Regions from separate parts of the Sus scrofa genome. Here region 1 is linked to region 2. Evidence: chromatin contacts called from public Hi-C data. All regions are on one chromosome and are shown on one strand. Each heading gives the region's core, a stretch centred on a gene start, on an enhancer-like site or on the middle of the called end of the contact. The rest is flanking DNA. Distances are from core to core; before and after follow the strand shown. Region 1 holds the start of RNGTT (mRNA-capping enzyme). Region 2 holds the start of ZNF292 (zinc finger protein 292).

The links. Hi-C and Micro-C count contacts between places; a contact is called where the count stands out from the background.
Region 1: a contact with region 2 is called in a Hi-C map of skeletal muscle, with 6 times the contacts expected there. The contact joins the promoter of RNGTT here to the promoter of ZNF292 in region 2. A contact is called at or near these places in 1 of 5 promoter capture datasets (fetal liver), 1 of 47 Hi-C or Micro-C datasets (skeletal muscle) and 1 of 2 datasets of contacts at active chromatin or transcription factors (skeletal muscle).

The regions. Positions count from the first base shown.
Region 1 is chr1:57,060,270-57,063,410 of Sscrofa11.1, reverse strand. It overlaps RNGTT (mRNA-capping enzyme), which reads left to right and starts at 1,426. Exons shown (of 16, transcript XM_021089928.1): 1 at 1,426-1,706. The coding sequence starts at 1,643.
Region 2 is chr1:55,613,914-55,617,348 of Sscrofa11.1, reverse strand. ZNF292 (zinc finger protein 292) reads right to left here and starts at 2,099. Exons shown (of 9, transcript XM_003121280.5): 1 at 1-2,099.

The DNA of each region.
Region 1 (3,141 bases), core at 177-2,676, 1.4 Mb before region 2:
CACAGACTGCTGCCTTACAACCCAAAACAGCCACTCATCGTTGGTATGAAGCCTCTGTGAAGCTCTCCCTGTGCCAGGAATGAGCTCCCTGGGTGACACAGTGTGTGAGGAGGACAGTCTCCAAGGGGAGTCATCCCCAGGAAGGGAAAGTGAGGTATTTTCCCAGGACCAGGCTCACCTTTTCCATCCTTGGAGATTTGGGGAATCAAACATTGCACCACTCTGGGCTTGGTACCAACTCTGTCCTGCCAGCAGAAGATAGAACAGGGCATCATCTGGGCAGATTGCTGCTCTGTAAGGAAACAGGCTTATCTGGTCCTGTCGGCAGAGGAATGATGTTTTTTCCCCAAAGATCTCAGCAGATGTAACCACAGCACAGATCGCCAGGATGACCTAACTCAGGCTCTCTCAGAGAGACAGCCATTGGGCCCTCTCTATTTACTGGGAGGATTCTGATCTTACTGAGATCGTCCAGGCATTCAAGGGCTGAACTGTTGGGCCAGTTTCCCATCGACGCTTTATGATGCCTTCTCCCAAACCTCAAGCTCTTGCAGGTCAGATATAGCACAGGTACTTAAAACCAAACTGCTGAGTTATAACTTGCCAGCATCCAGCTTCATATGTAATACTTTAACTAAATTAGTCTGGTAACTTGCTAATGGACATAGTTTATAAAGCGCCTCCAGTCACCCGTGTTTAACTCGAAGGGAGAGACAGTTTGGTAAAGCAGAGAACACCGCCATGTAGTGGTACTCTGCTCTCCGATTCCTGCCTTTGCCAATTATACACATTAGTAATTTTGAGACATGGACCCTCTGAGACTCCCAAATATGATATAAAATTTTCTCTAGAAATGTACAGACAAAACTCATAAAAAATGTTTTGGGATTAATTTCAGATGTTTCATGGATCCCTAGAAGTACTCTGAAAAAAAGAAACTCATTTCCGATGCTCCAGTCTCTCGCCCTTAGAATTTCTCTAAAGCTGGTTTCCCTAATCCACGGCAGAAAGAACTTTCCAAATTCCCATTCAAACTCAGATTCTGTCGGGACGCCAAATTTGACCGAGGAATGGCGATCAGGCCCTTGAGCTATGACAACAGAGGAAAGGCCCCTTTCTTAGTAAAACGGATGCATTTATGAAATCTGCGGACCAGTCTACGTGTGGAAAGAGGCTTGGTTTCACGATTTCTGGAGTCTCCATTTGCTGCCTAGAAAGGAAAATAAGAGTCGCCCTGCGGGACTCCAAACTGTGGCAGCAGCGCATGCGTGGAACCACCCTAAGAAAGGGGCTGGGATGGGACCCGCGCGGGGCGGGTCGAAGGAAGACCGCCCCTTTAGTTCTGGGCGTTAACTCCTTCCCACCCCTCCCCCGAGCTGTCTCTCTTCACCTCTGACCTCGGAAAGAAGTGGGTGGGGCCTTTGGGGGCGGAAGTAGCGGTGCATTGTGGGTTAGTCTAGAGTTGAGCGGAATGAAAGTGGCGCGCGGTCGCTGACAGTAGCCCGGGTCGGGGCTGCTCGGGTTCGGACGCTGGCCGGGATTCGGGTGCCTCGGACCTCGGGTGCAGAGCGAACCGCGAGGAGGCGGCGGCGGAGGCGCGGCGAGCGTTGGTGGAGGGGGCGGCTGTGCGCGGCCCCAAGACATGGCTCACAACAAGATCCCGCCGCGGTGGCTGAACTGTCCACGGCGAGGCCAGCCGGTAGCAGGTAAGCGGGACGGGGGGGTGGCGTTCGAGTGCCTGAGCACCCGCGGGTCCATGGGTGGGCTGAGGGGGCGCAGCTTGCGATAGTTCAGTGTCTGGTGGTGGTGTTTCAGGACCGAGATGTGCTCGGTCCGATGAAGCTTCGTGGATGAGTGTTTGGGAACCTGGACCGGAGCAAGTGGGGGCACTTGTCAATATCCAGTAAGGCTGAGTGTTGCCATCGGGAAGGTAGATAGGGGGTTTGTGTGGCAGGAGCTGAGGACTAAAGAACTCAGTGGGCAATACTTTTCAGCTTAGGAGTTTGTGAAAGGTTCTCGGAAGGGGAGGGGACAAGTGTCAGTTTTGAGATGAAGGAGGTTGCTAAAGAGGAGGAGGAGGGGCAGTTTTTAAGCGGTGAAATTGATCTACACTGAGACTGGAGGTTTGTTTTTGTTTTGTTTTGATTTTTTTTTAACATGACTCACGTTGAGGGCTTTTTCATCTTTGACTTTGACACAACAGACTTTAAATTTAAAGCCTGATAAATTTTGACTTCCACGCGCGCAGGTACACACACACCCTGTGAATCACAATCAAGGTAGTAAACACATTCAGCACCTTTTATGGTTTCCTCCTGCGTTTTGTGATCTCCCCCGCGCCCTCAACCAGTGATCTGCTTTCTGTCGCGGTAGATTTAGTTTGCATTTTGTATGCTCTTTTTTGGGGGGGGGGAATCCTCTGTTTTCTTTCACTCAGCATTACTGTTTTGAGATTTATGCATGTTCTGGTATGTATCAATAGTTCGCTCTTTTTATTTCTTAGTATTCTGTTGTTATGAATACAGATTAGTTTATCCATTTACTTTTTGATGGTCCTTTGGGTTGTTTCCAGTTTTTGACAGTTGCAGACTAATTTGCTGTGAACATTCACCTACCTTTCTTTGTATGCACATGTGCTTTCATTTCCCCTGTGTAAATTTTTAGGAGAGCAATGCATCATATGGTATGTGTGCATTTAACCTTAAAAAATACCAAATTCTTTCCCACAGTTATAATATTTTGCATTCCTGCTATCAGTGTATGAGAGTTCTGTTTGCTCCACATCCTCTTGGACACTTGATTTGATCAGTCTTTTAAATTTTACCCACTCTAATAGCTGTTTAGTACTTATTACGGTTTGATGTTGAGCATCTTTTTATGTGCTTCTTGGCAATTCATGTATTATCTTTTGCAAAGTTTCCAAATCTTTTGCTGACTTTAATTTTTTATTTTTTATTTTTGTCTTTTTAGGGCCGCACCTGTGACATATGGAGGTTCCCAGGCTAGGGGTCCAATCAGTTACAGCTGCCAGCCTACACCACAGCCACAGCAACGTCGGATCCTAACCCAATCGTCGACCTACACCACAGCACACAGCTCACTGCAACTCAGTATCCTTAACCCACTGAGCGAGGCCAGGGA
Region 2 (3,435 bases), core at 850-3,349:
TTGCTTAAGCCTAAAGTTCAAAATAATTTTTTTTTTTCTTTTCAGGGCCACACCCCCAGCATATGGAAGTTCCCAGGCTAGGGCTCCAGTTGGAGCTGTGGCTACCAGCCTATGCCAGAGCCACAGCAACACAGGATCCGAGCCACCTCTGCAACCTACACCTCAGCTACACCTCTTGGGCAACACCAGATCCTTAACCTACTGAGCGACGCCAGGGATCAAACCTGCATCCTCATGGATGCTAGTCAGATTGGTTTCTGCTGAGCCACGATGGGAACTCCCAGAATAAAATATTTTGTTGTAGTGGAAAATTAGACCAAAAGCTTTTCTTTCTTACAACTGGTCTACAGGAAATGAAAAACATTCAAAGAGGCATCTAGTCTTTTCACTGTCATATTCGAAGTGAAGATTCTAGTAAAAGCATTTAAGATAATTCCTATTATATGTATCATCTTCTTCAGGGGATCTCTAGCATTAATAGAAAATTTCCAGAATATGAATGTCAGTGATGGTGTTAAGTGCCATTGTATGAGGTGAGTGACCACAAATGAACCCCTTATGAAAACAGGATCAGCTAAAATAATAGTACAGCATATATGTGCTGATAGACATATTAACTATACAGGTTCTTAAATTCTTATGGAAGAAACTAGGGAGAACATTCAAAGGCTAAGGAACAAAGGTATAAAAGTGTCACTGAGAGCTGAAAAAGCAACAATTAAAGCAGCTAATGGATTTTCACATTTGTAGCTCATTTTCCCAAGTGAAGTATATTGGATATCCAAACCAGGTTTCTCCAGTTTGTGTTATCTTAGGATGCCAGTGAAAACATAAGAAGTGAGATATATGAGATTAGCCACATATACCAGTGTATCCAAGGACATCAAATCCAAGGTTATCAAAGCTAACAAGGCACATTTTCAAAAAAAAAAAAAAATGTTTTCACCTCAAGCTTATACCACACCTAATCTATAGAAAGAAAAAGGGGGTAGGAGAGAAAGGTATATCCAAAGAGAAATTTATCTACTTAATTTTTTTAAAAAAAACCCTGAGAATATTGGTCACTTCCACTTTCTGTCCATGACAGCCCTAAAATCAAAAAAGATTTGACTAGCAAATTGATTTTAAGCATTATTACTTCCTTGCAAATGTTCTTCAGTTGGATGATCAAATCATCCACTTTTATTTTGCATCTTTTATCCTCACCCCTTCCTCCATTCCTCTGTTTTAGAGCTTACTGGAAACTAAGGACTAGGAGTGATTGGGGGTAATTATTAATCATTTATTGAGTACTTATGCGGAAGCACTACTTAAACTGGAAAAAATCAAAGGTGGATGAAAACTGTCCCTGCCTTCAGGAAGCTTACAGTTTTGTGGAAGAGAAACCTGCAATGAACAAGTGTTCTTTTATGATAATGCATGTACATTCAATTCAGAACACCAAAGTCATCTAAGGCACTAACTGGAATGTCCACGGAATCTCTACAGAAGTTCACGATTTTTAATTAAATGAGGACTGGAAATACTATCCCTTGACAAGTCGACCTTATCCTGGAGATCTCAGAAATTTCATTTTCATCCGTTAAAAAGGTGTATCCAGTACAGAAGACTTCTTTTACTGAAGTCCGTTTGTTCTTTAAATATCACACTGTCAGTTCATGGGAATCATTGCACACAAACGCACACACACCCCTACTTACTGAGACGTTCCTGGGGGAATTCGGAGGCCCAGTTCCATCCAGAAAATATGCATAAGCCTCAAGGCCCTGAGGGCGCGATGAGCCTCCATGCCCATTTTGGACACAGCGCGACTGTTACGGACTTGGTATAATCATATGGACCTTCACTTCCAAGCGACTCGATTTCAGAGTAAATCCGGGAATCAGAAATCCCTCCCTACCCCATCCCTGCGATCAATAAAGCTGGGGAGACCCTTAGAGAACAGATGTCTACATCCAGGCCGCGCCTGCCAGTCTGCTTCACGAGCTCCCCAGGCCTTCACCTCTCCCGTGCACATTTCCCCCCCCCCCGCCCCCTTTTAAATTCTTGAAATAACAGGGCCTGGGGGGCAGGAAGGGAACAGGGTAGTGCCTACTAACAGCCAGAGGATTGTGCCAGGGATAAAGCGGGCCCGGCGGGTGGCTCAGGGCCGAGGTGGGGCAGGTCCTCCCGACCCTGGGCGCAGAGCAAACCCCAGCACGCGGGGAGACAGCGCGGGCCTCAAGGGCGGAGAGAGCGCCGCCCTCCCGCAGCTCTGTCTCTTTCCCTGGCTCTTTCCCGGGGCCCTGGCGACCAGGAAGGTGCGCGGGACTGGAGCCGGGCAGAGGCTGGCTGCGTGCGATCTGCTCGGCTAACCCTGTCTTCAGATCCCCACTCGGCCGAGGCGGGACTGGGCTCCCCGGCGCGGCCCGGGCGCTCGCTCGCCTGGCAGCCGCGCGAGTGCGCCTGTCCTCCATCCTGGAGCCGGAGCTCCGCAACCGCATCCCCGGCATCTGCCGCCGCGGCTCTTCCACCCAGCGCTGTGGATCGAGGCCTCAGAGCGACTGTGACTCCTGGCTCGGAAGCTGTGGCCGCCCGGGGCCTCCAGGCCGAGGGATGCTGGAGCCTCTCCACTGCGCAGCGGGGTTACTGGGGCTCCGGAAACCGACAAGGCGGGGATGCTAGTTTGTCCTTCGGAGGCCGCGGCGCGGGCACAGCTGCTGGGTCTTTGGCAGATTCTACCTCCTCTCTTTCAAGGGGTTGAGCCGCCAGGCCCCAGACAGGCCGCCTCCTGAATCTCAGAGGTGAGACCCAGAGTCTGTCTGGGGATGGGTCCAGCAGAAAGTCCCCCTAGAGTCTGGGAACCACTCCCGTGTCGCAGACACAAAGCGGGAGCATGGTTGGAATCGGCTAAAAACACACCACACTTTCCCGAGGAAAACATTTTTCATGAGATGAATGGCGAAGAGAGTCCAATCAATGTTGAAAACATGAGACAGGTGCTGTGCCACACATTGAAATGATTCCAAAGGCACCGAAAACCCTGGGCCTGCATTTAAAAGGATTGATTCTGGTCCTTGAATTCTTCCCAGAATGTAGACAGCATATGTATTTAAATGAACAGGTAATTAAATGAAGCAGGATATTTGTATTGCCTATTTGGATTGTTTTACTTTCCATGAGGAAAAGCCAAGTGCAAATTAGAGTAATAGCATTCTAAGGAAAATGCTTTTAATAGAGCCTCCATCATACAAATGTAAATTATCCAAGTTGAAAATAATCGCGAAATAAAGCAAAATAAAATCTTGGAAGCATGCATGTGGTGTACACTGTCTCTGTAAAGAATCCTTGAATTCATTCACACTATTTCTCCCAAAAAGCAAAGAGAAACATAGAAAGTGTCTTTTCCTTTTATTTCTAAACTTTAATCAATCACTGTATCCCATTTACCTCATT